4 separate regions of the Mus musculus genome follow, and regions 2, 3 and 4 are each linked to region 1. Evidence: chromatin contacts called from public Micro-C and promoter capture Hi-C data. All regions are on one chromosome and are shown on one strand. The core of a region is the stretch at or near the end of the contact, and the rest is flanking DNA. Distances in the headings are between cores, read along the strand shown. Region 1 holds the start of Nfrkb (nuclear factor related to kappa B binding protein). Region 2 overlaps Arhgap32 (Rho GTPase activating protein 32). Region 3 holds the start of Arhgap32 (Rho GTPase activating protein 32). Region 4 holds the start of Barx2 (BarH-like homeobox 2).

What was found. Promoter capture Hi-C pulls out the DNA fragments that hold promoters and counts their contacts. A called contact is a pair of places that touch in the nucleus more often than the background predicts.
Region 2: a contact with region 1 is called in a promoter capture Hi-C map of embryonic stem cells, with 2.9 times the contacts expected there. The contact joins the enhancer-like site here to the promoter of Nfrkb in region 1. A contact is called at or near these places in 4 of 39 promoter capture datasets (embryonic stem cells, hippocampal neurons and liver) and 1 of 115 datasets of contacts at active chromatin or transcription factors (astrocytes).
Region 3: a Micro-C map of embryonic stem cells shows a contact between it and region 1, with 6 times the contacts expected there. The contact joins the promoter of Arhgap32 here to the promoter of Nfrkb in region 1. A contact is called at or near these places in 5 of 39 promoter capture datasets (embryonic stem cells, liver, maxillary cranial neural crest and 1 more), 3 of 484 Hi-C or Micro-C datasets (embryonic stem cells and olfactory sensory neurons) and 1 of 115 datasets of contacts at active chromatin or transcription factors (embryonic stem cells).
Region 4: a promoter capture Hi-C map of embryonic stem cells shows a contact between it and region 1, with 2.6 times the contacts expected there. The contact joins the promoter of Barx2 here to the promoter of Nfrkb in region 1. A contact is called at or near these places in 6 of 39 promoter capture datasets (embryonic stem cells, hippocampal neurons, liver and 2 more), 4 of 484 Hi-C or Micro-C datasets (all in embryonic stem cells), 5 of 115 datasets of contacts at active chromatin or transcription factors (embryonic forebrain, embryonic stem cells, pancreatic cancer cells and 1 more) and 3 of 9 other capture datasets (adipose tissue, embryonic stem cells and pancreatic islet).

Annotation. Positions count from the first base shown.
Region 1 is chr9:31,383,293-31,390,598 of GRCm38.p6, reverse strand. It overlaps Nfrkb (nuclear factor related to kappa B binding protein), which reads right to left and starts at 4,407. Exons shown (of 26, transcript NM_172766.3): 1 at 4,329-4,407; 2 at 1,550-1,722. The coding sequence starts at 1,684. 1700023A20Rik (RIKEN cDNA 1700023A20 gene) reads left to right here and starts at 4,551. Exons shown (of 1, transcript NR_165167.1): 1 at 4,551-5,596.
Region 2 is chr9:32,181,947-32,189,252 of GRCm38.p6, reverse strand. Arhgap32 (Rho GTPase activating protein 32) reads right to left here. Exons shown (of 23, transcript NM_001370958.1): 7 at 7,274-7,306; 8 at 2,832-2,924; 9 at 1,497-1,619. Among named protein-coding and RNA genes, the nearest start is that of Arhgap32, 150 kb to the right of the region's middle. Within about 2 kb of position 2,587, at least 17 of the 459 cell types and tissues checked have an H3K27ac peak or open chromatin away from gene starts, as enhancers often do. A contact at or near this core is called in embryonic stem cells, where this site is marked.
Region 3 is chr9:32,029,705-32,037,010 of GRCm38.p6, reverse strand. It overlaps Arhgap32 (Rho GTPase activating protein 32), which reads right to left and starts at 4,708. Exons shown (of 23, transcript NM_001370958.1): 1 at 4,279-4,708.
Region 4 is chr9:31,909,765-31,917,070 of GRCm38.p6, reverse strand. It overlaps Barx2 (BarH-like homeobox 2), which reads left to right and starts at 3,786. Exons shown (of 4, transcript NM_013800.2): 1 at 3,786-4,166. The coding sequence starts at 3,980. Gm31497 (a long non-coding RNA gene) reads right to left here. Exons shown (of 3, transcript XR_379218.3): 3 at 5,873-6,058.

The DNA.
Region 1 (7,306 bases), core at 3,158-5,657:
CATTGCTTAAAATATATACATGTATGTAAATGTGCCAATATATAGGTATTTACTTTTTATTTATTTTACTCATATCTGTGGTTTGTTTTAATTAGCAACTTCAGAAAATGTTTCATTTGATCAAGGAAAGGAAGGGTATAGCTGCAGAAAGAAGGACATTGTACTGGCTAGATTTTGTGTCAACTTGACACAGGCTGGAGTTATCAAAGAAAAAGGCGCTTCAGTTGAGGAAGTGCCTCCATGAGATCCAACTGTAAGTCATCTTCTTAATTAGTGATCAAGGGGGAAAGGCCCCTTGTGGGTGGGACCATCTCTGGGCTGGTAGTCTTGGTTCTATAAGAGAGCAGGCTGAGCAAGCCAGTAAAGAACATCCCTCCATGGCCTCTGCATCAGCTCCTACTTTCTGACCTGTTTGAGTTCCAGTCCTGACTTCCTTTAGTGATGAACAACAATGTAGAAATATAAGCTGAATAAACCCTTTCCTCCCCAACTTGTTTCTTGGTCATGATGTTTGTGCAGGAATAGAAACCCTGACTAAGACAGATATATAAACCTGTTAGATAATTTTGACTTTACCCTAACAACATAACAGAGCCACATGATAACCATAAAATACCCTTTCATGAATGTATCCCAATCACCTTAGACTCAAAATAATCTAATATCTTTTTCTAAAATCTTGTGGGGTTTTTTTTGTTTGTTTGTTTGTTTGGTTGGTTGGTTGGTTGGTTTTGGTTTTGGTTTCTCTGTGTAGCTGGCTGTCCTGGAACTCACTCTGTAGACCATGCTGGCCTCGAACTCAGAAATGCACCTGCCTCTGCTTCCCAAATGCTGGGATTAAAGGTATGTACCACCACTGCCCAGCTTAAAATCTTGTTTTTCCGTCCAATTTTAGTTTTAGTATCTAACTTGTCTGGCATGAACTAGGTACATAATAAAATAAGCACCTAATAATAGAACAGATCTCATAAAGCAGTTTCTTGAAAGAGAACACGGAGAAGATACAAGTGAGGGAAAGAAGGGGAAGGGGGGAGAGGGGAGTTGAAGGGAGGGACAGCGAGCACATACACACCCTCTCTTAACAGATGGTAGCTTCCCTACTAATGAGGACTTTACATCTCACCTGCGAAAGTAACCAACGGCATGCTGATGTTCTGTCCCAAGACACACACTACTCCTGACTAGAAGGTTACCATATGAACACACACAAATCAATCTGGGTTTGTTTAATGTTTCACAACAGGAAAATCATTTAAGGGAAACACAATTATGCTCTTAAAATATTCCACCTTTTTTTCTAACTAGTGAAAATTATCTTGTTATAATATGGTTCATTTATATCATGCTGGTATTATTCTGATTGGTTGATCAAACATGTAGACTATCTTATACTGTTTTCCTTAATCAAAATACTAACTTCACTATGCTTTTAAACATAAGGGAACACTGCTGAAATGTGGAAAATAAAAGGGTACAAGGAAGGCAGAGGGCAGAGGAAAGGGGGTCAGAAGATGGGGAATGAAACACGTGCAACAATGTTACTACTCACATCCTCCAGAAGGTCTTCGGGCAGACTAACCCTGGTACCACCCAGAAGGCAGTCCTCCATGATTCCTGTACTGTGACCATCTCCACAAGGACCAAGTTCAAGGGGATCTGTCAGCATGTGGTCCAAGGAATCCATTGCTTCTTCTCCACAGGTAGACTACATAAAAATACACCCTGAGACAGGAAAGCAGAGATCAGATGGATGCTAATATTCAATCTCAAGTCTTTTGTTTTTTAAAAGCAGGAAGCAGGGTCTCATTCTGTATCCCAAAATGGCCTAGAATTCACTATACAGCCTAGTCTAGCCTCAAACATGCAACAATCCTCCTGCCTCAGCATTCCTACAGTAGATTACAGAGAAAGTAACCATGGTTCCAATTTCCTTTTACATCACGTCCTTTTCTCTAACCACATAGCTGTCCTTCCACCCTTTAACACCCCATTTCCACCAAAGTTTCAAGCCTACCTAACCTAGTAAGACTTCTCGAAATGCCTCTACAACAACGTCTGAATTCTTACGCTCCTTACACTTTCCTTTTATATTAGAGTTAAGACCCAGGAATTGAGTGCTAACCAGGCATGATCCATCGAGTGCATAATCCCAGGACTTGGGAGGATAGGGCGGGAGGATCACAAGTTTCAGGTCAGCCTGGGGTATGGGATGAGGCCTTTGTCTCAAAAAATAAAAAGTAAATGACAGACCATGGTCCACAACTACAAGTTCCAAGGTCAATAATCTATTTGAACCATTATAAATCCACAGGCAGGATTGGCAAGACACCTTAGTGGGTAAGAGTGTGTGCCACACAATGACCTGAGCTTGATCCCGAGACCCACAGCAGAAGGAAAGAACCTCCAGAGGAGTGCTATGGATATCCGCACGCACGCACGCACGCACGCACGCACGCGCGCACGCACACACACACGCTGATGGTATTTTTAATTTAAGATTGTTTTTAAAAAGCCATTAACATTAGTAAACTCAGATACTAACTTATATAAATTATCTCTCAAGTCTTGTTTTTTAAAGCAGGGGGTAGGGTCCCATTCTGTATCCCAGTTTTCAAGTAATTCTTACAGCTGTGCTTATTATACCTATTATACAGGTACTAACTGAAGATCAAAGCTTGGAAATCGCTTACCCAACTCTTGGTTGGCTTGCCTGCAGATGTTAATATCATATACAATACTTCTTACATACTCTCAGTTTAAACTGTAAACACCTGATATGATTTTATTCATCCACATAAATTCCTAGGGCTCCAATCACCAGACTGTTATTAGCTGTCAGTGGCCAATCTGACCTTCAGATCCATGTAAGTTAATGCAAGCATTTCCCAAAGCTGGAATCAGTATGAAGCTGAGGCCACGGTTCTGAACAGTGCTAAGGCACAGTGAACTGGAACTCACCGCTGTACCTCAGTGGTTCCCAGCCTTCCCAATGCTACGGCCTTCGAGTTGTGGTGACCCACCTCCCAACCATGAAACCGCTTCTGTTGCTACTTCATAGCTGCAATTTTGCTGTTACGACTTGTAATGTAAATATCTGTGTTCTTCAATGGTCTTAGATGATCAGTCTGAAAAGGTCACTCAACCCCCACTCCAAAAGGGTCATGACCCAGCTGCTCTACATGTACTGGACTCTTATCACTATTACTGACAAACAGACCAACAAGCCCACAAAAGTGGGAAGAGCAACCAGATTCTACCCTGGGGCCGTCACTATCTGTGACATCTTACCTCACCAGGTGTCAGGCTCCTTACCTGTAGTTAAGGAGGAGTTGGACCAGGCCCTTCCTACCTTTCTTTTCTCTTAGGATCTTAAAGGGAATCTCCAGCTAAGTGAGCTTACATTAACAGTGAAGATCCTTCCCACTTCCCAAGTTCTCAAATGATAATGGGTAAGTCTGTAATATACCTAGAATGGAAGCTCTTTTCTGCAAAATGATTTCACGTTCTGACAGTATTTCAGATCAAGGAAAGATACGGCGAGTGTTACATGGACACAGCTGTGTGGTCCCCAGGTAACTGTGCGCGCTCATCGTCAGCACACAGAGAATTGAGGACATCCTGCACGCATGTAGCGCCTAAATAACTGAGTGAAAGTGAGAAAGGAGCAAGACACCTGCACGTAACAAAACTTAAAAAAAAGAAAGAAAAAAAGAAAGGAAGGAAGGCCGGCAGGCAGACCGACAGACAGAGGCAACCTGATGCTTAGAATAAACTCCTCTTAGCGTAAGTGGCATAGACAGCGTGCAAAGCCAGTTACCTCATCTGACAGGTGCACAATGTACACAACTCACTCAGAAGCTGCTTCCAATACCGGCGGTTGATTAAGCTACACATAATTATCTAGCGACAACCGCTGCCTTGCCACTTATTCTGCACAAGAACTCAAAATACAAAAACAGGGGCGCTGCTAGCGAGCCGGAACCCCGGAAGCTGCCGATTTCTAAGTGTTGGGGGTGTCCCGGGCTGCTTCGCTAGACCAGGAAGGCCTCTTCTCTGCACCTGGGCTAGCCCACCCTCTAGACCCTCGCGAGCAACCAGCAAGCAAGGACCTCGGACCGCAGCCCCACGTCGCCAGCCCCACCTGCGCGCAGCGCGCCGCGGCCCGCCCCTCCCCCACACGTCCTCCCCCTAACCCTCGCCCACCCGGCAGCCGCACGCCACGCGTGGGGCCCGCCGCGTGCCCACGGCAACGCCCCGCTTCTCCCTTTCTCCCCGCTTCTCCCCTTCCCCCGGCACCCACCAAACCCGACGCCTGGGCCCGCCCTCACCTCAGCAGAGTCCGCGGGTCTCACCCGGGGTTCGTCGGGCCGTGGGCTCCGAAACGCGCTCGCTCCCGCAAGGCGTCTGGGTACGCGCACGTTCCGGGCTCCGGCAGCGGAAGGGGCGGGACCTGTGGGGCGAAACCTAACGGCGGGGCGGAGCGTATTGGGCAGGACGGGCAGGGGCGGAGCCTGTGGCAGCACCTGAACCGCCCCGACGCGTCTGGTGCCACAAGCTACGTCGGTGCGGAGAAGGCACGATCCATTCTGTGCGGGGTTCTCCTGGCTCAGGAGCTTTGGAGGATAGAGCGATGTCGCCTTTTGTCAGCTGCGAAGCAAGAGCACAGTCTGACAGGCACCGTGCTAACCACCACTTCTTGTGTGACAAAATTTTTCCAGGGGATACTCAACACGACAAATCAAAATACCGAGACCACCCAAGTCCAACTTGGTGAACTACTATTGGGATTACTTGCAGGCATATGGGTGAGGGTTTACTTAACAAGAGCAGAAATGACTTAGCTGAAAAACCAAGGCTCACCCCAGCATGAGTGACAACTCACAAAAGCTGGGAACCTGAAACACTGCACAGCCTACAAGCAGCTCAACAGGTTGCAATGAGTCCTTTCCAGGTGCCTCAGTTGGTCTACACCTTTCCAGGCAGCTCAGCTGGTTTCTGCTGCCTCCAGGTAGCTGGTCTGGCCTCAGAGTCGACTTTGTAGCTTTTTCCCCAACTCAGAATCCTCAGTTTAGCGTCCTTCCATCTGAGAAGGTCTCTCAGCTTTTATCGTTTATTCTGGCAGAGAGGAGCCTAAAGAATCTGATCCGTTTCGGGGACTTCCTGAAGCTATTTTGAGTTGCTTAAAGAGCTTTTCTTGAGTTGTTTAAAGAGCTTCCCTGCAGAAGAAAACTGTTAGACACCACCACTCTGTCGGGAAGGCTTTGCTGAGGCCACCAGACAGTGGAGGACCTCTTGCAGTCTTGAAGGTTGGGAAATATAACACAGACTCTAACCCATGTCTCCAAGTCCGCACAACTTGCAGAAAGTGAAAACATCGACAACTTACTCTTATGATTCATCATTACGCCTTCTTTCTCTAAGACCGTCTTATTTAGAATGTCTTCTCAAGTATTCTACAGTTCACCCTCTGGTCCTGCGTGGGTTAGCCACTGTTCCTTCGGTTTAATAAACATGTCAGGGGAGCAGGGCATGCCAGGCATGTCCTTCTCTCAGTGGAAAATAGTGCTTTCCAAATAAAGCCAAATCTTTGCACCCATGCGCACGCGCACACACACCCACTGACTCTATAAGCGTCCTTGGATCAGCGGGGCATGGTGGCGCAAGCCTTTAATCCCAGCACTCGGAAGGTAGGCAGAGGCAGAGAGGCAGAGAGGCAGAGAGGCAGAGAGGCAGAGAGGCAGAGAGGCAGAGAGGCAGAGAGGCAGAGAGGCAGAGAGGCAGAGAGGCAGAGAGGCAGAGAGGCAGAGGCAGGTGGATTTCTGAGTTCAAGGCCAGTCTGGTCTACAAAGTGAGTTCCAGGACAGCCTGGGCTATACAGATAAACCCTGTCTCGAAGAAAACAAAAAACAAACAAAAAAGATGTCCTTGGATCCTGTTGGAATTAGAAACCACCAATTAGAAATGGCAGTGCAGCGTCACTCTGGGTGACCAGACAGGAGAGCATTAAAACATTACAAACTGCCATTTTCATTAGCCCTTGTTCTTAGAGCAGTTTTAGGGTCATACAAAATTTAACAAAGCATAGGTTTACCTCAACCCCCGCCCCCCCCACACACACACATACTCTTCACCCACAAGTGATACATATTTCTTTTTTTTTTTAAGATTTATTTATTTATTATATGTAAGTACACTGTAGTTGTCTTCAGATACACCAGAAGAGGGCATCAGATCTCATTACGGGTGGTTGTGAGCCACCATGTGGTTGCTGAGATTTGAACTTCGGACCTTCGGAAGAGCAGTCGGGTGCCCTTACCCACTGAGCCATCTCACCAGCCCCCCCCCCTTTTTTTTTTAAATAAACTTATTCTTTTTTTTTAAGATTTATTTATTTATTTATTTATTATATGTAAGTACACTGTAGCTGTCTTCAGACACTCCAGAAGAAGGAGTCAGATCTCGTTATGGATGGTTGTGAGCCACCATGTGGTTGCTGGGATTTGAACTCCGGACCTTCGGAAGAGCAGTCGGGTGCTCTTACCCACTGAGCCATCTCACCAGCCCTACATATTTCAAATAACTGACAGATCTATGTAATATTGTTTCACTGTCCACCCAAAAATTAACCTACTCATCCTTACAATTCCCCTCCCCTTCTCCCTCCCACCCACAAACACTGATGTTTTAAGTGTCTCCATCACTTAGCCATCAAACTTGCCACGTTCCTGCTTTAGACCTCCAAGTACTGGCATTATCATGAATGCCGCCACACTTGGCAGAGATTGCATCTTTTTTCCAACTAGATAGTAAATATTATGGTCTGGTTCTGGTAGTAGGGACGGAATGCAGGCACTCTGCCACTGAGCTGCACCCTGAAAGCTTGTATTGTTTAAATATTAATTTGAACTTCCCTGGTGCTAACATGTGGAGCATACTTTCACATGTTCATTTATTTGTGTATATTCTTTATGAAGAAATCTTCATGCCAGTTCTCACTAGGACTGTTTGTTTCTTTTTCTTCTTTGTGTACTCTGGCTAACAGTCCTTTATTAGACACATAATCTGAAAACATTTTTTCCCTGGGTCTGCCTCTCCATCTCTTTCTTGCTCTCACTGTCTTGAATTCTGTCTTGATGGTAAATACCTTTAAGCTGTGAGGCTTTTGTTTTTGTGTTTTGGCTGGTTGGCTGGCTGGTTGGTTGGTTTCATTTGTTTTTTTGCCCTATAATTTTCGTTTTATTTTACAGTGCACACATGGGGCCACATATATCCTAAGGATCAGTATTAGCTCCGGACCCCCAAGATC
Region 2 (7,306 bases), core at 1,338-3,837, 800 kb before region 1:
AATGTTGCTTTTGCTGCCATAATCAAAGATGAAAGTTATCTCAAAAAGACAGCATTAAATGCACATACTTACAATAGTAAATCTATTAATACTGATTATCATGCACATACAAACACAACATGGAGCACCTAATTAATATACCTGATTCCATCACAGTGGAAGAAGCTGGAGATGAGCGCATAGTGACTTAAAGCCTGATGACCCTGCATCAGCAGATGACACTTACACTCCACTAAAAGAGTAGGCTCTTCATTGTAAAAGGCAATTGTGTAGGTTTGTACAAACGAACAAATCATAAACACAGACTTTTCTATTATATATCTAACAGAACCTATATTCTTTACTCAAAGAAAATGCACATATGGCCAGCAGTAATTGGACCTAACCGGGTTCTACGAAAGAGAACATGGCATCACTGAGGAGGAGTGTTGGGGAGGACTGCAGAGGAGGCAAAGGGAAGAAATGGATAGGATTAGTATCTCTGTAGACATGTGTGAAATTCTCAGAGTCTTTAAAATAAATAAAAATATTTAAAAAGAATTAAACTTAAAAAGAAATTATTAAGTACTGAAATGATGAAACTATGGTTTTTTATTTTCCTCTGTTTTTAAATGTTTAATAATTTGATACTTTATAATGAAGCATTTCAACATGAATTTCTTTCTATCTATCTATCTATCTATCTATCTATCTATCTATCTATCAGTGTAGAAGGTATGACTAAGTAGTCCTAAATGTCCTGGAATTCACTACATAGATATGCTGGCCTCAAACTCAGAGACCTGCCTGTCTGTCTCCCAACTGCTGGGACCAAAAGCATGAGCCACAATGCCTGACATTAAAATTAATGTCTTAACAGAGATTTATTTAATGACAAATTGTAACTTTTCAGTACAAAAAAATTCCATAGTAAGAATCAAAAGAAAGAAAGGAAAATGCCAATGGCTGTAATGATGGGACTGTGTCTGAGGGGGCACTACTATTGCTACTGCTACAGCTACTATTACTATTACTACTACAGTCCATGTACAGACATCTGTCGTTTTATGCTTACACTCATTTCACTAATTGGTTTGAGAACAGTCCTCATTTGACGTCGTAAAACTGTTGCACTGTTGTTCTTTTATTTGCTCAGTCAACACACATTTACTGGTTACTTACTGTACCGAGAACATTCACAAATGCAGAGAATAAACATGAAAATCAGAGACATGCCTCAGCCCTCAGCAGGCTCAAACTCTGCATCCATCCCCATGATAAACACTTTGATCTAAACATTCTACTTCGTCTTTCAGTTTTTATTAGCATGTGCTGGCTGCACAAACTGTTGGGTTTCATTGTATTTTCATGCATGTATACCGTGCCCTCTGATCATAATCATCCTCCATTACTCTCTCTTGTATTTATTTTTTAAATACATAAATTCTTAAAACAGCTAGAGACAGGTTATACAGGTAGCAGGGCCAGAGAACAGTGAGGCCTGCCTAACTGCTTACCTCTAATGTCAGTTCATCAGGGGCCCGAGCGGTGTAGCGCTTGATAACATGGGCAGCACCGACAGCAGGAGTGTTGATGGACGACTCCTCGTGAACTAGAAGATGGTTTCCCTTATTGTCGATCTACAATAAAAATCAAGCACCATGGAGTGTCCAAAGACACGGATCTGTCTATCCACAAATAAAAACTCAATTTAGACAGGTGGTAAGCCCCAAAAGTCTTTTAAAATAAACTGTCATTTTTGGGAACAGCAAGACAGCTCAGCAGGTAAACAAATGCAACAAGCCTGATGAGGTAAGCCGGATCCCTTTGGACCCACCTAGTTAAAGGAGAGAAGCAACTGCTAAAAGTTGTCTTCTAACATCCACATGGGCTCTAACATGCCCCACCCCCAAAATGTAGCAAAACCCTTTAAAACCCTATCACTTATTAGGTAGCTAATATAGGGCAGTAAGTATGCTGTGCATATAATGTATACGACTTAATTTAACTCTCATAATCCCAAAATGTGCTATCATTACCTTTACCTAAAGGTAAAGAAGACAACCTGGAGAAAGTTATGTAATTTTAGAGAAATTAAATTACTTTACTAAGATCACTCAAGCAATAATGGCAAAGTCATGGTCTTAGTGCAAGTAGACCTGGCTCCTCTTACCCTCTTGGCAGTGTCTCAACTTTTACTGGGAGAAAAGAATATATATAATTCTTTACATCCCCAAATTAACATACACAAGTTAACATACACAAATTAACAATAAATATCCTGAGGCATTCTCAAATTGGTACCTTTAAAAGGGTGGTTTATTGGCTCATAAATTACTAAAAAATATTTTCAATTATTAAGCAAATGAAAAAACAAGTAGCTTACGCTGTATATGTATAACAATAGGTATAACAATGTCTAACAATCTCCAGATTTATAGAGATGATAAAATTATTTTTTTGAAAAATAAAGAGAAAGATTTTCTATCCAAAAATCCAGTCACTCTGGAGAGATGACTCAGCATTTAAGAGCAGTGGCTGCTCTTAGAAGAACTGATTCCCAGAGCCACAGGGTGGCTCATACCATGTATAACTTCAGGTCCAGGGCATCTGAAGCCCTCTTGTGGCCATTTGGGGCAGCAGGCACATAAAGAGCACACAGACATTCATGGAGGTAAAACACCCATACGCATTCAGGTTAAAATTAAAAATATCAGTTACCAATCCTCCTGGATTATGAGTACATTCTTTGTTTCTTTATTTGTGAAACTCATCTATAATCAAATTACTAATAAATGCCTTAAGCAAATAATTTTAGAATAAGATTTCATCAGAGCTGATCAGACAGATACCTCCATCCAGGTAAGGGCAGGCCCACAGTTGATCTTGTTGCCAGCGATAGTTGAAAGGCGTGACAGGTAAGCTGTAAGCATCTGAGTAACCGACTGAAAAAGAGAGACTCACCATAACCAGAGGGAAGAGCAACTCTTTGCTTTACAAAGTCTCATATAGATTGGTTTTTTTCTAAGAGGGAAAAAAAGAAACCTAGAGATCCTTAGGCACTTAATAATTACATCAGGTAGAGATAGTGGCAAACACCTTTAATCCCAACAGTCAGGAGGCAAGGGCAGGAGGATCCCAGTTTAACCAGAACTGTAAAGTGAGACCCCCCATCGCCAACACCAAATAATAATAATAATAATAATAATAATAATAATAATAGCTCTAGAGACCTCATCACTGAGGGTATGGAAGATTACCTCTGAAATGATGGCACTTTTCACAGAGGAATTCAGCTACTGCCTAATGTGGGGATTTTAGCTTTTAATACCTCATCGTATGAGGCCGTATTCTACAGCTTCTAATTTCAGGACTTTCGTTTTGTACCTTTGTACTGAAAATACAAAATGTGTTTATTAAAAGACACATCTGTGGCTTTTCTGCCAAATTTTCCCTTGCTTCCCTTTACTGCCTTTGGCTGTAATCTCCATGCATATAGCTGCACAGGAGTGGACTAATTCCTGTGATCCTACGCCACAGTGTGACATGACAATCTGAGCAGGAACCATGACACAGAACCAAGTCTTTATGCCTGCCCACCCTCCTCTTCCTGAGTTCAAAGGCAATGTGGAGGAACAAGCTGCTGTTGCTGGCTCCCTGCTTTCCTTTCTGATGCCTTACACTTCCCGCCACGATGAACAAAATCTCTCTGTAAATGTAAGCCACAATAGTTCCTTTCTCCGTGTGTGTGAGTGTGTGTGTGTGTGTGTGAGTGTGTGTGTGTGGTGCTGTTGTTTGTAAACTGAAAGCCCAGCCCAAGGTTTCAGCGAGCCTGTGAGAACTGGCCTCGAAGCCATTTGGATGATATTCCTGCATAGAGTCCAGCTGTGTTCTGCCTCTCAAAAGCCCAGGGCTGACTTCAAAAGCAACAGTCTCTTCCATGGGCCGAGGAAATATGACGGCAAGCCAACTGTAAGGCTACATTGTGATTCTTGCTCACGGATCTCATTCAGATCTACAGTGTCAGGCAGTAACAAGTAGAGAACAAAGACATTACAAGAGGTGGTTTCCCAAGGCAGGCTGTGTGAGCAAGCTTAAAGCTTGAGCCATGGGAGTATGAATGATGAAGGTCTATAACTGATAAGGAATTAGCACCCTTTAAAGAGAAACTTCCTGCTCCGGATATACAGTAGCAAACTACCCTGAGGGCAAGATCCCACTCACCAAAGGTACTAACTGTGAAAATGCCATTCTTTAGACAAATTGAGCCTGTCAGGTGGCGGAGGCACATGCACGCCTTTAATCCCAGACCTCGGGAGGCAGAGGCAGGTAGATTTCTGAGTTCGAGGCCAGCCTGGTCTACAAAGTGAGTTCCAGGACAGCCAGGGCTACATAGAGAAACCCTGTTGTGGAAAGAAAGAAAGAAAGAAAGAAAGAAAGAAAGAAAGAAAGAAAGAGGGAAAGAAAGAAAGAAAGAAAGAAAGAAAGAAAGAAAGAAAGAAAGAAAGAAAGAAAGAAAGAAAGAAAGAAAGAAAGAAAGACGGAGGGAGGGAGGGAGGGAGGGAGAAAAAAAGAAAAACTGAGCCTAAGCTCCAAAAGCCAATGGAGTTTCTAACCGTGGAAGGCAACTACCTAGGAAGAGCTTCCACAGAGTCAGCCCATGGAAGCTGCTGAACAGTGGGGGCTGACATGTATAAACCAATTTGAAACCAACCAGGAACTCTCTTCCTTATTGGCTAACTTTCATAAGTGCTGGAAAGTGCTACACAGGCCTGGGGTGGTGTGTGAGATTAATGGAGAAAAGATATTACTGGTCTTATTCAGAGCTGGTCTTTACATGAAACAATACCAACATTCCATGTAAGTGGTGCCCATTAGTTCAATAGTGAAACAGATATTATGGAATAACTAGGCACTTTTTGATTAGATTTGATGTGCTCTCCACAGGAGAGAATTTTGTGTGTGGTAGAGCAATCCTGTGTCAAAAGTCCACACATGGCTTAGAAAGTCTCTGGCCCTGAGATAGAATGTGTTGTGGCTATTTTGCCAAATAGTCAGGACATCTGTCAAATTGCCTTCTAAATATTTATGTGAATACCATGAGTGAGGGCAGAGCTTTTGACATTGATTACAGAACTTGGGGGGCTTGGGGGGCAGTGGGCAGTAGTCAATGCAGACAGTGGTCTAAGTGTTAAGAAGCTGCATCAGACTGTTCAGCACTAAGGGACACATCTTTATCAAGTACCCCTACCCCATGCCCTCGAAGGCCCAGAGCAAAGCTTGGAAGAGGAACCAGACAGAGTGTCAATGCTAGAGGACAGAGAGGAGTGCAATGAAATACTGGCCTCCAGATAGGAAATGGTCACTGCACTCACCACACTAGGTGTGGTTACTTGTACAAGACTCGGGCAAAATCAAACTACCCAAAACTCCAGCACAGGTAGTGTAGACAATGTCCAGGCCCCAGTCTTTACTGAGAACAACTGCATTTGTTAGACTTAGTGGTGAGGGTGGGGGGTCATTCTGCTGGGAGGGTGTGGTCAATGGTAGGCTTCCAATGCTCCAGTGGATGGCCACACTCACGTGCACACAGGCAGCACTGAGTGGACTTAGTGAGTTCCCAAAAGAGGACCAGGAGGGGTATGTTTTGGAGGGTATGAGGAAGGAGAAAGGAAAACAAAGGCTATGTATATGTTCTATCCTATACAATATATGCTGACAATTCAGAACCATGGGCTCTCCACTTAAGAAACCTGCATTCACGATGTAGAGAGCTAGCTTAGGAGAAGAGATATGCCTGCTGCAGGCAGCAAAGCTGGAAGAGTGGGGCTGCCTAACTCCTCTGTAACTACGGTGATCCCATTACCTAGATACTGAGCTACAGGATTTGAGATTTTCTCTGCTGGAGTTTAGTTCTTGCTCTAGTCAAGTCTTTCTTTGTTCGGTCCCATTCCTCCCCTGTGAGATAGATATGTTACTCTGTGGCATTGTATGTTAGAATGATGACAATTTGAGTTTTGATTTTACAATTTACAGGGCATCTCATTAAGAGAATGCTATGAGTCTCAGAAAATAAACTGGGCATTTGAAAAATGTTGGTCCTGTGAAAGGATATGATGGGGGACTTCTCAATTTAGACCAAATAAATTTTTCATAGAGAGATGATTATGAAACTACGGGGCCAAGGGCAGAATGTTGTTGGCTTAAATGTGAACTGTCTGCCATATTCTAATGCGTTTTAAAACTTGATTCCCAGATGGTGGTGCTATCTGGAAAGCTTGTGGAACCTTCAGGGGGTGGAGTCTTACTACTGTGAGCTGGCTGTGAGGCTTTATAACCCAGATCTACCTCCTGCTCACCCTCTGAATGCAGTGTGACCAGCCAGCCCCTTGCTCCTGCCATGCTGCCATGTCTCCTTGGCATGACAAGCTGTATCTATGAAAGGGGAAGCCTAAGTAAACCCTTTCTCTCTTAGGCTGCTTCCTTTAGGGGATCCTGTTACAGAAACGGAATAGTGACTAAAACACGAACCTTTGTATGGTAAAGTTTAACAAACTCCTTGAAACTGAAAACATTGCTTTCTTTAGCTCAAAGAAGTTTATTATATTCATTTTAAATTATTCCCTTTCATTCCATCTTCTCCTATAACTCCTTTCAGGGGCTATATGCTTATGACGTGATATCCCAGCTCACTAACTCTCTGTAGCTCTCTCTTTATGTAATCATCCAGTTATTCAGGTCTGCTATTATTAATGTACATGGTATTTTATTTCCAAGATCTGATTATTTTATTTTATAAAACTATGCTCTTGTTTCATGGGCTGATGCTCCCTCCGAAGTAAACAGTCTTACTTTCAGAGGCCCCCTCTGCCCACAAGTGCTCTGTTTACTCAGTGTTGCTGTGTAAGACTTCTACTCAGCCCACAATCAGCCTTTATGGCTATGCTCAGACCCAGCCCACATCAAAGACAGCCCAGGAGCGCAGTGACAGCAGAGCACACTTGCAGTGCACACTTTTTGTCTCTTTGGCTTTCACATTTTCGGATTCCCTGGAAGGATGATCTGCTAGTGCATACATAATACCACATAATATTGGCTGTGCACATTGCCATCATCACGAGGCTCCAAGCCTTATGAACAGCCACTGACACTTGTTTACTTCTGCACCCTAGAAAGAATCTCTCCTGAAATAAGCAATCTCAGGAAAGATCCTATGTGCTCTTGTATTCCACCCTGACAAAAGCTTCAGCTAACTCATATGTGTTACTACTTCTGCAGGGTTCTAAATGGTTACCTCAGGACTGTCCTTCAGGACGTCAGAGCGGGG
Region 3 (7,306 bases), core at 3,459-5,958, 650 kb before region 1:
TAGCTCTAAAATAAAATTTAGTGCTGATCCACAAGTCAGAACTTAGGCTGTGACAGAAAACAACACCTGAGCTAATTACAGCAAAAAAAAAAAAAAAAAAAAAAAAAAAAAAAGTCCTAAATCAGGGGCTGACAAACTTTCTCTGCAAAGTGATTAGATGATAAGGACTTTAGGGTTTGCTAGACTCACTGCCTCCAGAAACAATCAGCTCTACTGATGGATGCCAAGTCGGCCATCAACAGCACATAAATAAATGTGACGGTATCTCAGTAAAGCTTTTTCTTAGAGTACTGAGAATCAATCCCAGGGTCTTAGCAAGCTAAGTCAGGGTGCTATAATTGAACCACTGAGTCAAACCCCTAGCTCCCAACAATTTTTTAAATTTTCTACAACAGAGTCACTCCTTGGTCAGCAAGTCCCCTTCTCTTAGCTCTTGAGTCATTCAGGTCTGTAGCCAGCATTGTACCAATCCCAACCTAAATTATGCAGAGGGCAAGAGAGATGACTTGGTCAATAAAGAACTTTCCATGCAAGCGCGAGAAGGACTCAAGTTCAGATCTCCAGAATATACATTAAAAAATCCCTGGGACTCACTGACTGTCAGTCTAGTCAATAGTAAGCTCCAGGACAATTAGAGACCCTCTCTCAAGAAAAATGATGGACAGCTCCTATGAAATGATACCTAAGGCTGACCTCTGCCCACCATACACACAGACACACCTACACAAACATATACATCTATAAATGCATACAAACACAAACTTTGTTTCTTAGAGTGCTAGGGATCAAACCCTGGGCCTTCAACTGCTAGGCAAACACACTATCTTACATATGTAATATCCTTATGGCTTACATACTCTTACTTGTAAAATTCTTGAATATTCCCTGTCTCAAAAAAAAAAATTCTTGAATACTTTGAATACTCTAAAGAAACCCAAAGTCAAGCCAGGCGTGGTGGCGCACACCTTTAATCCCAGCACTCGGGGGCAGAGGCAGGCAGATTTCTGAGTTCGAGGCCAGCCTGATCTACAAAGTGAGCTCCAGGACAGCCAGGGCTACACAGAGAAACCCTGTCTCAAAAAACAAAACAAAACAAAACAAAACAAACAAAAACAAAGTCTCAACTCACTTAACTTTTCTGAGAATAACAAAAAATTCTTAAAAGTCCAAAGATAGTTTTTGCATAAGACTCTCCTCAAAAATATGTATCAGAAGAGCTTAGACCTAGAAGAAATCTAACACTTCCTGTTCTTTATCTATATTGTGTAAATCACTTTTAAAATATTTTTCAAAAGCTAGGGATGGAACTCAAAGATAGAGTGTTTATTTGCCTAGCATGCATTGGATCCCCCGGGTTCAACTCCTTGTACAACAAGAAAAGTCAGATTAATAAAACACTGTGGCAGGCCTCCTTAGCAGGTGAGGAAGAATGGTATTCAACACTGTGTGTATTAACAGTGCTCTCTTCCTCATGACAGCTTTCACAAAGCATTGCCACATGCTTTCTGTCACCTGACCCTTCACAACTGTATAAAGGCAGTACACGCTTTCCCACACATAGTTCATATTCTTAAAAACAAAAATTCTGAAATGACAATTGTGCCCCAGGAAAGTAGGATGCTATTGTGTTGGTCAGTTTTGTTTTGCCAAATTGACATAAAATCACCTGGCAAGAAGGAGTGCCTCTATCGGCTACCCCACGGGCATGTCTGTGAGGCCATTTTCCTAAGTAATGTCTTACAAACAATGCCACCACCAGGCATGTAGTCCTGGTTTGGTTATAAGAAGAAGGACAAGCCACGGGGAACAAGGCAGCAAGCAGCATTCCTCCCACTATCTTCTTCAGTCCCTGCTACCCTGTTCCTGCGATGGCTTCCCTCAGTTTTGGACTATAAGCTGGAAGAAGCCCTTTCCTCTCCAAGTTTATTTTGAGTCATGTTTTATCACAGCAACAGAAAAGTAACTAGAACAGAACTATAGCCATGGCCTATCTTCAAGTCCACTTGCCTCTTGACTGCTTCCATGGATACCAGATTACATGTTCATTGGTTAAACCCTTAAAATTCTCATGGATGCTAGTCTTAGCCTTTAAAGATGCTATGTTTAGTCATTTTCTTTTGCTACTGTCTTATGAAGAAAAACATCTGCTAGTCCCTGACATTTATTAAATTCATCTATAAGAAACAGTGAGTCTATATATACTATGCAGATAATATGCCCAGTCAGTTTAGAAAGAGAATATTCTGATGGAAAACCCATCTGATGGAGATGGAGCTCAGATGGTACAGTGCTGGCCTAGCATGCACAAAGCACCATATAAATGGGGTCTAGTGATCTAAACATTAATCAGAAAGTGGAATCAGAATTTGATGGTTGTCCACTGCTACAGATCAACGTTGAGGCCAAGCTAGAATCTCCAAGACCTTGCCCTAAGAAATGAAGGAAAAAGTCACCCAAAGAGGAAAAGGCAACAATAAAAACATCTTCAATATAAAAGCAAAAGAAACAACGAATTAGAAAGAAGTGGAAACGAATTCGTTGCCATTAACGTCTCAGCCCAACTGTGGCTAAGCTTCTGGTGACTGAAAAATAATGTGGGGTTGGGAAAGGGAAATAAAAGGAACATAACTACTACTGGAACTCAACCCGACATCAAAGGCTCTAATGACAGCTGAGCCTGCCTTGCTGGTTCTTAGCCTCTCCCTCGGAAACAAAACTGTTATATAACTGACCACGGTTCTCCAACTAACACTTCCTCTCTGTCCCACATACGTTGTTGCCCCCACCCCCACCCCGTGTCACCCTGCCCCCATCTCCATGGGCAGGATCATAAGCAATCTAGGCTGCCACCATAGCTCCAGCTGGACAAGCCTCTGTCCAAAGTGCTGCTTTATTCCAGAGACTGCCACACAGAGCACGATAAGAACGGATTAACTGGCTTAAGCACAGTTCCAACCTCACTTCTGGTCCTGAGGAGCAGCTCCACCATAGCTATCTTTAGGATGAATCAGATTCCAGACATCCCTGCTAATGGGAATCACATCACATCAGCATCCCTCATCTTTACAAACAACCCGATGAACAAGAACATTCAGCAAGAGGGTTGAACTCTTGAGGCTGTGCTGTGGCAACTGCTGCTCCTGATGCCTTCCCACTCAAGGCCAAGGAACAAATGTAGACGTCAGTTCATTCAATAATGAAAAAAATGCATTCACCAACCACAAGCATCATTACTCAAAAATATTCCCACAAACCCAGTCACTGAATCAAACTAAGCAGTTTGTGGACTTCAAGGGCCAGTTACGACAAGCACCGTTTGCCTTTTCTTCTTCCAATAGAAACACACAAATAATGGCAGTGTTTACATAAGCAACCAATGTATCAGAAAAGTTCTGCCCATTCAGATGCACTTAAAAGGTCTCAATCTGCGCCAAATAAAACTCTGAAAGAATGGAAAATAAAAGAGATGCTGACAACAGTGCCACGGCCCAGCTATCCATGTAGCATCATGCAGTGCCTCGAGCAGTTTACAGCTTGACTGTAGTTCTGCATACGATCAAGATTATAATTATCCCAATTCTATTTCCTAAAGGATAACTAGGAGACCATCCCAAGCATCCCGAGATGGGCCTCCTCCTCCCACCACTTTCTCTAAGTCTCAACTGCAGGTAAGGATCTAAAGGATCCAGACTAAAGCTAAGAAATCAGGTCTGATTTTCTCCCTCCAGTGTCCTCTACGCCAGGCACGAAACCTTTAACATAAATATTTACTCTAGTCAACAAAATGGGTAACGCAGTACGCGGGAGGTGACGAGGGAAGCCAGGGGGAAGAGAGAGGCACTAAGTCATCACTAATGTCCAACTGAAACAGCAACTTCAACCAATTAGAATAAGAGGAGAAACTCCACTGGAGTCCCAGGGAGCGGAGACCGCTGGCTCCGCTGCCCCTACCCGCGCCGGGGTTCCTCCGGGAGCAGCCGGGTCCCCGTGGAGGGGCGCAGTTGCCGGACTCGGCCTCGGGCGGGAAGCGTCGCAGCAGGCCCGGAGGCCGTCGGAACGCCCAGTTCGCCGAGGGATGCTAGCGAGAGGTGGCGGGCACGCAGTTCTGTCGCCCCGGGAGGCGGGAGAGACCCGAGATGCCCCCAAGAGCATCCTATCGCAACGTGCACGCCCAGAAGCACCGGTGCCGGCCAAGCTAGGAGGCCCCGCAGCCCTGCCCGCCGCGCGGCCCACGTCAGCGGCGCCCCCGGCCAGCCCGCCCGCCCGCCCGCGCCTTACCGAGCCCCGCGGCCCCGCCGCGCCGCCGCGGCGTCGCTTCGCGCCGCTCTCCGCTCCGTGTCTGCCCTCCGCGGGCTGGGCCCGCCGTCCTCGTCCGCCGCCGCCGCGCCTAGCGCCGGGCCGCCCAGGGCCGCCGCGGGGGCTCGGCCGGGCGCCCCCCGCGCCAGCGCCTCATCCCGCCTCGCCGCCCCGTCAGGCGCGGGGGCGCCGGCTGCGGGCCGCGGCCTTGGGTCTGCACCTCAGGCAAGCGGCGCGCTCCCCTTCCGCGGCCGTCACGACCCCCGGGCCGCCGCCGCCGCCGCCGCGCGCTGCAGAGCCCCCTCGCCCGCACGCCTCGGGTCGCCCCCGCCCCGCTGGTCCGCGCCCGCTTGGCCTCCGCCTCCAGCGCTCCGCCTCCTCTGCACCCGCGACGCCCGCAGCGGGAGAAGAGGCGCGCCACCGCGGCCGCGGGCACGAGCACGCGCGAGGAGGGCGCAAGGAGCGCGCGCACGGCCGCCTCGCGCGCATCGAGGCCTCGCCTGCTGTTGTCCCGGGAAAGCATGTGCACGGCGGGGGGCGCGGCTGGGGGCCACTTGGAGAGGAAGAGGGGAGCCGAGTGGCCGCCCTGGGGCTTGCACTTTGGCTGTCCTCCCCTCGGCCTCTGTGTCCTGGTGGGGGGGCAAAGATTCCAGAGCCGCCGCAGGAAAAGGCATCGTCCGAGACTACGGCAGTGGCTTCTCTCCTCCCACTGCTGACCCTACAATCCTGTCCCTGCACCCGGGAGGGAAGGGGTCGTTGCCGCTAGGCAGGAGATCCTCCGCCCGTGCTCTCTGCTTGCTTGGAGGCTAGAATGAACTCGCACCGCTTATATTTTGGAATTGAGGGGCAGGGTGCCTGAGAGTTCCCTCAGTTAGCTTCTTCATCCAGAGTTCTGGACCAGCAAATTCAAAGTGGTGTAGCTGAGGAGAAGGGCAAGAAAGGGTGAAAGAGTAGGGAACTTGAAGGTGCGTGGTAAGAGACGGATACAGAGGGACTCCCTAGGAATCCCCTGACTGGATGCCATTGCCCTTGATTCTTCCATGGTTCTTTTGTTCCGCCTCCGAAGGCTGAACAGCACTTCCACCTGCAACGACCATCAGAATGACAAAATGCAGGAGAGATAGCTGGATAGTCTGATTTTCCTCTACCGCAGCTTCCATCATCCCCCTCTCCCCCTTTTAATCTATATACCTTTTAGTCCTTCTGACTCGTTCCATATCGAAATGTTGGGGGCAAGGGGAGCAGTTAACCTACGTAACTTGCTTTTATGTTTAAGCCTATTAATGCCAAATACTGCATCATCTAATGTCACTGCAGTGATTGGGTCCACTCAGCATTTAGTCATTTCAGTGGGAGTCATTGAATGTAAAACATGGCCTTGACCGCAATTAGCTGAATTTCAAGGGCACACACAAACCAGGATTTTACCACATCCTGGGGAGAAATTAGAGAGTGTACAGTAATGAACATGTATGGTAATTCCATTTTCCTGACAGTGTCAGTAGAACCAACGTTACTTTAGGGTAAATAGCCTACATGTTTTCTAGCATAGAACCAGGAAAGCTGTGGAATGTGAATGGCAGAGACACAGACTAGGATGGGAAACATCAAGAAGCCATGTTTGGTAGATGAACCTCAGCCCTCTACTGGAAGAAGGATCTTAGGGGTCTTCTTGAAGAGAAGGTAAACAAGGAACTCTGAAAACCTGAAATTGAATTTTCTTTCTTTTTACCAAATCCAAACTTCCCCTTTGGGTCCCAGTGAGCAATGTCTACCCGAGGCACAAGAATGAATCCAGTAACTTGTGTTGGTCTGGGGAATGGTGAGCATGAAATGTGACTCTCCTGTGATACCCGAGGCAGTCAAGAGAGGAAGAAGAACTGGGTCACCACAGGAGGCCAGTTTTGCCCAAGGGCATGGTATATTGACTACTCTCAGCTCATATCCTCCGGAGTCCATCTGCATTCCAGTCAGAAAGCCTTCATGTCCTAAAGTCTTACATAAAACCCTGAAATACTGACTGTTTGATGATTAGATGAATCCAGGGTTAGGCTTCGGTGATAGATAAAGGAGATAGGTAGGGTTTAGGAGATAGATAGATAGATAGATAGATAGATAGATAGATAGATAGATATGTATATATAGTGTTTTAAATCCTCTTAAGTCTTTTGGGAACTATATTTTTATTTGTATTTTATCTAGTTTGAAGAAAGAATGGATTCCGGGGTTTCTGAGAGGTACAGGCAAGTCCAGGGATTCTGATCCTCCTTTGTCTGTTGCGAGCCTTGCTCCCTCCCGCTGGAAAGAATCCTCCGAATGACCTCTGTGTCAGTGCTTATCAGTGCTAAGCCTGCGTATTAACCCAAGGCTTGACCACTGGGCAGTTCTGTTCACATCTGACCTTGGTATTCTATATACTTCCAGTAATCAAGTACCTCGGTCTTCCTGATATCCTCAGCGACTAAATTTATAAATCACAAAAATTGCAACATTCCCTAAAAATAAGAATTAAAAAAGAAAAAGAAAAAGTCTATCCAACTATAAAACAAAGCTAAGTGATAGGATTTGCTTTCTATGTGTGACTTGCTTCGGTATTTACAAGGAAAGAGGAATGCACACCCCACCCCAAGCTGTTGGATGCCTCAGGCTGGCCTCCTCGCTCAGCCTTGGCACTGTCATCTTCCAGGAGGTGGCATCTGGGCTCCCTCCCTGCATCTCAGATCTGTTGCATTGCAGTCCTCTCAGGGCTGAGAAGCAGAGTCACAGTGCAGACAAGAAAAGCCAGCCAAAGAGCAGCCTCACAGATGACTGTAACACTTGCCTAACCTTGAGTTGTAGAGAAGGAGAGAAAGGAGCTTATTTAAATCCCAAAACTGAATACTCAACAGCTGGCTTGAGACAAGCAAGTTGTTAAGAGTGGGCCAAGCTTAATAGAGAATTTTCCCAAGCTGACAAATGACATTGCTTTGTGTATTTATTTTTCTGACCAAGAGACCAGCTCCATATTACA
Region 4 (7,306 bases), core at 2,537-5,036, 530 kb before region 1:
TGATTGCAGTATAATCAAGATTATAAAAGGATCCTTAGCTAAAAGTCAAGGTGGGTCCTACATGGAATTTAAGTGTCATATTTGGGGGTTAGAAAAATCCTTTCATGAAACTTCAACAGTTCTTGGTGAATGGAAGATAAAAATCAGAAGGAAAACTTTGGTTTTCAGGTCACCCAGCCCAGTTTTTATTCCAGTCCCCTTCTCTTATGCTGAGCTGTCTTAGGAATCAGAGGCCAAATTGGGGAGTGGGTGTGTGATCCTGGGAAACCTGTCCTTCAGAGTGTGAATTTTTCTCACCGTGTATGCTCACTGCTCAGTGTAAACAGTCTGGCCCTCTCCATGTGTGTTCCTCTGCGGTCGTCGGGGTCGGTCGCAAGGGCAGACACTGACCGAGTATGATGCCTGGACACTGAAGAGTGTCTGCCAGTCTCCAGCAGCTGGAGAAGGTTTGAGCCCCTCTGGCAGATGTTTCATGTTCCAGCCACTTCATTAACGTTGGAAACAAAACCCCCACTACTCTTCTGACCAAGGTCCCACTTGTGATTGACAGCTGGGGTGTGCTTCCTCCCAGTAGGGATGCTTTGCAATCTAAGTGTGGCGCAGAGAGGGTGAAAAAAGGGGAGCTTGAAGGGGGGAAAAAAGAAAATAAAAGAAATTGGGCTACATGCCATTGTTCAAAGCTCAAAATTAACAAGGAAAGGGGAGAGACTCATTTAAAGAGAAAGACAAATTTAGTACAACTAATTAAGAGTTGATGTCCCATCAAACACATTATTTAATTTTATTTCCAGAGCTTCCATACAATCATGTGTTCATGGCACATTCACTGAGAAGCGACCATGTGTCAGGCACTATATGATGGTAGGGGGTGAATAATGTTCAATAAGGCATCGGCCATCAGGAATTCACTATCCATCGGGTGAAATAAACAAAGAGCACACTGACAGAACTGCTGGGATAGGGGCAGGAACAGTAAAGGACAAGCTTAGGGATGAGACGAGGCTGCTCGAGAGGAGGTTGTATTTGGATGTGTCTCTGGTTTTTCTGGGCAAAGAAGAGAGGGGAGGGGTGGCAGAGCATTCCAATTAAAGGCAAGGCTTGTAAAAGGCCAACCCTGTGAAGTAGAAATTAGGATTACCGTTTGGAAATGAAAAGCCAAGGTCAGTTTAGGGAACGAATACCAGACAGCCAAAGACTCTAGGCTCCAAGATTCAGGGCTGCTTATTCCTTCCTTCAGCGGGAATTTGTTCTTCCAGTCCCCTTCCTTCCTTGTAGGGGGGGGTAAAAAAGAGAGAGAAAGTTTGTAAGGCACCGATGGGGGATGCTCTCTACTTCTTTGGCTATCAAAATTCACTAGCTTTCAAGCCAAATTGACAGGAGGGTTTAAGTGAATTTTGTGCCTGAGGCTCTATGGGAAGAAGGGAGCAGTAAGACGACAGAATGAGGCCCCACTTGGAAAGACTTGTCATGGGGCCAGTCCATTCCTGCAGACTGGGCTAGGAGTTCAAGCACTTGGTCTGTCTAAGAGCTTCCCTGGGTACGGGTTCACAAATGCCACTCCTGACTCGAGTTTGGAGAGAGAAAAGGTGGAGAGGGAGAAAGAAAGGGAAGAAGAAAAAGAAACAAGCATGCATTATGGGGGGAAGAACGGAACGAAGGGCAGAAGTAAGGAAAGAGAAAAAGGAGCCCAAACTTAGAAGCCCCAAAGGCGAGTACCAACGAGGGAAAGGGAGAAATGAGAGGGGTAAAAAGAGGGAAGAGCCAAGAGAAAGAAAGAAAAAAGGTTGAAGGACAGGAGTGCAGGACAGAGACAGGGTTACCGATAGTGAGACCCAGAGCGCACGCCTTCGCGAGACCACTCCGGAACCTGCTAGCCTAAGCGCAGCGGCACGCTCAAGCTCCGGCCCTGAGGCCATTCGGATGCCGGGCTCCGAGCGCTGCAAGCCGGTCTCCCTGTCGCCTCCGTCAGACTCAATTCCCGCCAAGCACTTAGTTTCTTCGTGGCTGCCTATGGTGCGGCATGGCACTGTACGGGTGACTCAAGAGAGCAGCGCCTCAGGATTAGCACGGCAGCGAGTGTTGCGCTGGGTCCCTGGCCCCTGGCTCCTCGCGTAGCGGGTCGAGGCGACCGGTGGCGCACCCCGACAGGTCCTAGGCCCTCCGTCCTCCACAGCAGATAGTCCACAGAGTCCAGGGATAAAGGCAAGGACCTCAGCCTCTGGGGTACCTAGCTGCAGTGCTGGCTACCTATGTCTGGTACAGCAGAAATAAAAGCAATCTCAAGAGTTAAGAAGGAAAGAGAAATCAGGCAGAGGCAGACACACGAGAAATAAAAATCATTAATACGAGCTGATGCCCACAGCAAACGCTCGACTATGATTCAGTCTATTAATGCCTATTTTCTTTAAGTGTTTAATCATTAGTTCAGCAAGTTTGTTCCTTAGCGAGTTTAACCACCGGCCCAGGTGCGCGTCCCGACTTGCTTCCGCGGCTAACCATGCTCGGAGCGCGTAGCCACGGGATCAGTCGCACCGTGCGAGCGTCAGGCAAACACCATCGGCTGTTTTGTCCCAAATTCTGTGTCCCCGCTGTCCGTTTCTTTTCCAGCTTGCGCACACCACTTCAGGGGCACAGTCTTGGGGGCTGGGAGTGCACCCGGAGGTCGTTTCCCACGGCCGGCCGGCCGGCTGGAAGAGTCACTGACAGCAGGAGCTGTCCTAGGCGCTTAGGTGCGGGCCGGACGCTCTAACGCAAGGATTGTGGTTAGGAACAAAGTTCGTACAGACATTGGTAGGAACAGATTCTGAGATTAGGACGCTAGGAAGAAAGAGGCAAACCATCCCCCAATACCAGAAGTGTGTTATACCCCGGAATGGAAAGCGGGATTGGGCACTAGGAAAAGCCAGAATTTGGGCTAACTTTGGAAGGGCCGCGGGCACGTCGCGATCCCGCTGTTTTGGCCCTTTCTGGCAAAAGAAAACCGTTGTATGAACAGAATTTAAACACACACTCACACACACCACATTACTACCCTAGTTTATAATTGGGATAACGGAGTGTGCTAAATTCATTTGTAGTTTGGGGTCGTAGTGAGGCAATCAAGTTTGCAACCTTGGAGCAAATGCCCCACCTCGGGAGCGCACGGCTGCAGCGCGGGCTTCGGAGCTGTGGGCTGGGTTGAGAGAGGACACTGTGGTTTAGGGAAATGGCCCAGCGGGGACAAGTGAGGCTCGGTGGTCGTCGGAAAGCGCGCGCTCTGGAGCCCGGAGCTTCGCGATTCTGGATGAAGATGCCACTGCTTTATGGCAAGAGGTGTGGACATAGCTGCCTATAGGGTTGCGGGGGCGGAGGGGCGGGAGCGGTGCCCCCTTTAGCAGGACTGGCGCTAAGGGAGGACAGAGGGGCGATGCGACTCGGAAAAGTGGCGGCTAGACTCCTGAGTCCCTGGAGAAGGAGGCGCGCGCCCGCAGTCCTGCGCGTGCACACACACACACGAGCGCGCGCACACACCCGTACACACACCTGGAGCTGGGGGAGGGGGAAAGGAGAACCGGAGCGAGTGTCTTAAAATAGAGCCGCCTGGGGAGCGCTCGACTCTCGGATCGGCGGGAGGCAGCGGGCAAGAGCGGTCGGACCCGGGGTGCGCAGGTCAGCACCCCAGCCGCACGGGCGCGCAGGGGCGGGGTAGCGGCCGACGCCCCTCGGCTCGCGCTCCGCACCTGGCCCTGCAGGAAGTGCGCGCTGATTGACAGCTGCGGTGTCCCAAAAAGGCTGTAGTCAAAGATGCTGCTCGGCGGGTGGGTGTAGACGCAGCAGGCGCGCCCGTGCCCTCTCTGCTTTGCGCGCCTCCCCGGGCCCCGCCGCCCCTCTGGCTGCCGAGGAGCGGGGCTCAGGCCCCAGCCAGCGAGCCACCTCCTGCGGTCCCGGACGGCCAGGCGCTCGCCGCGCTCAGGTCGCCAGGCTCTGGTCCCGGCTCACCATGCACTGCCACGCGGAACTGAGGCTGAGCTCACCCGGCCAGCTCAAAGCAGCCAGGCGGCGCTACAAGACTTTCATGATCGATGAGATCCTCTCCAAGGAGACCTGCGACTACTTTGAGAAACTTTCCCTCTACTCTGTGTGCCCGTCGCTGGTGGTGCGACCCAAGCCCCTGCACTCTTGTACCGGTAAGACAACCGCTGGGCGATATAGTGGGCTGCTGTACTTTTGCCCGTGTGCGGTCGCCTCTGCTTTCCAACCTGAGAGCCAGAGGGACCAAAGGATTCTTTTCCTGCGTCCTTGCAAGAACAGACTCGCCCGCCAGTGGTGGGCATTCAAAAGCGTTTGCAACCGGGCCTGGGCAGGTACTGCTCCCTGGATGGGAGATGAGTTAAGACCAAGTGGTCCTTGGAGTGAGACGCCAATGTAGCATAACTGTCCTGGCTTCTTGGAGAAAGCGTCCTTCTCCCTGGCACTACCGGGGGTTTTAGTGAGAAACTTCAAACACTTGAACAGATTCAGTGCCTAGGCGGTTTCACGCAGTGAGCTTGTCAGTTTCAACTTTAATTTGGTGGTCTCATCTTTCACCTAGAGTTAGATTGCCCAGCCTCTTTTGTAATTTTACAGGTAAATCGGTTTCATGGGCTTCAAAATAAACTTGTGACTACATCAAACTTTACTTAAAATGATTGCCCTCAGGAAAGTAGTTTTGGGCTGTGCTGAGTTTTGACACAAGCAGAAAGGATAAACCCCTTGTTTGTTTTAAGTGACTAAAACCAACACTAGTAACAGTTTTTTTAAAAAAAAAAAAACCCTCAAACCTGGTTTCCTCTGTCCACAAAAACTAGACCAATAGGAAGGAAACAGAGAATTTAGTAATTACATTGAAAAAGTAGATCTGTAGGAAATCAATCCAAAGACATTTAAAACAGGGTGTACATTTAGAGAAGCTCTGGGTTTCAAAGTTCCCTGGCAGATGGGGATCAGGCTACAAAAAAGTTAGGTGGAGCTAAAACAGTTGAAAATATTTTCAAGGAAGTTCTTGACTGTGCTTTCCACTGAGAGCAAACAAGTGCTTTGGGCCTTTGGTTCTGTGCTTGCTGTATGACTGCCATGAAACAAACTCACGAAATTATAATTGGAAAAATGGAAGTGTGTGCCCACTGCAGTGGTTCCCAGACTTCTTTTCTGAACTTCGGGGATAAAAAGCTGCTAAATGTAATACTTGGAATTCCATCTCTCCCACGGTCCAGCCATGCTAGTCACTAAGTCTAAATAATAAATATGGGGAGAGGTTTTTCCCAAATCAAGTTACTCCTACATTTGGCCATAAAATGAATATTTCACTTCTTTCAGCAAGGTAGTTTTAGACTTGATATCCCACAACAAGCCTTGTAATACTGAATTTTATAAACAAGAAAATAATCAAGGTATACATTAAATAGATTTGAGAAACAAGATAGAGGCCCACCCTGCTGGCATTTTGTCTGCTATATATGTAGAGTCTCCAATGAGTCATCTGTGAATGTTTGGGGCTGGAGAAGTAGGCTAAATCTTCTCTTTGAGAACATTTATTTGCCACAACAATAAAATCCCAATGAGGACCCCCCCCCGTGACAATTCTCATTGTACCCCGTTGAGTCTCGCTACCCAGAAGATAGGTTCAGTTCCTGAGGGACCCAGGGCCCTGTTTAGTACCTGCTGCCTTTCAGGGGCTTTGATGTAATTCTAAGGCCACTTTCCATGGCTTGTGGGAGTCACAGAGTTGGGTCATGCAAGAAAACATGCTGGAAAAAGAGAGGGAGAAAAAGGCCCAGAAAGTTTTCACGTAGTCAGTCCAGGCTAGTTCCATGATTTATGGAACCTTGGGTGGGAAATAAAACAGGCACACTGCAATGATTCAAAGGCAGTTTTGTGAGCAATAAAGGTGAGTTGACATGGTCGCAGGCTTGTCCTGTGTTCCTAGAAGTTCTTGGTTTGCTGCAGGAGAGGTTATTTGCGGTGGTTTTCTTGCCTTCTTTTTCCATTCTTCCCCCTGGATCGTTTCTTTCAAAATGTGCTTGATTTGCTGTAGTTGAGACTTAAAATATAGAAAGTAGGATTTGCTAGTGGAATTAAACTCATAAAAACTGGCTACAATAGTTGATACTTCCAGATCGTAAGCCTACAGTGGGTTTACGGTTACAGAGAAAGCCTTGCGTGTATGAGATCATAGGAAGCCCATTAGAGACTTCTCTGGGGTTTTATGCTTTCAAAGCTGTCTTGTACTTTTTAACTGTCCAAATCAGGGTCAAAAAACAAAACAAAACAAAACAAAAAACAAAAAACCCTTAGCTAGGATAGCTACAATCTTTTAAAAATTAATTAAAAATAATAAAACTGGAGTTGCTGGTATCTACAGCGAAACAGTAATGCATTTTTCTGGATAGAGACAGATGTGCAGCCTAGGTGGCCGAAACACTGTCGGAGAAATTCAAAACAAGTGGAAACTTACACTGGAATTAAAGTGACCAATTTTCTCATTTTTAAAGTTTGCACACCTCCACCAAGCTTAAGTAACTGTGACAGAAGTGAACTCGGTCAGGCAGAATGTTGAAAATGAAGACTAAAAATCTCTCCACAATCTGCTCCACTGTTGACCAGCGTGTTCAATAAGCATGAAGGATAAGGGCGGAACAAAAGCCACATTTAGAAGACTTCCACCTAATTAAGCAGTCCGTGTTGCTAGATTTAGTAATCCAAGTGGCAATGCATGATATCAAATCTCCGCAGGCAGTAGAGTGTGTATTTAAGTAAACAGAGGAATGGAAACCTTTTTCATTAGTCAGATAATCACCTGGCAGTCATTCATTACTAAACATTCTCCCTTGGTGGAACACTCATCATTAGAAAAGTATTGTTCATTTTAACAGGTCTTTATTGAAAACACAGCAGTTTTACTCTTACAGAGTGACTTCTAAATGTTTTTTTTTTCTCCCCCAGTAGTTTCTCCTAAATCCAAGAAAGAGAATTGATACTGAGAAAGAGAATCCTTTTTAAGTCAAACTAAAGGAAAGTTTCATCATTAAATTAAAAAAAAAACATACCCAACAAACTAAAGTAAGCCTCCATTTAAACAAAGTTTACCACTCACGTCCTCAGTGAGGTATAATTTTTTTTTTAACTTAAATGAGTATGTGACTCGTACGTCTTATCTTTAAATCTGATAACAGTAATCCTCATACAGAATGAAAACAGATTGCCAGTTGGAAGTCAGAAATCGTGTCTTGAATAGTAGAATGGTGTCAGTGACTCAAAGTTTACCCAAACGATGTACACGTTATTATTT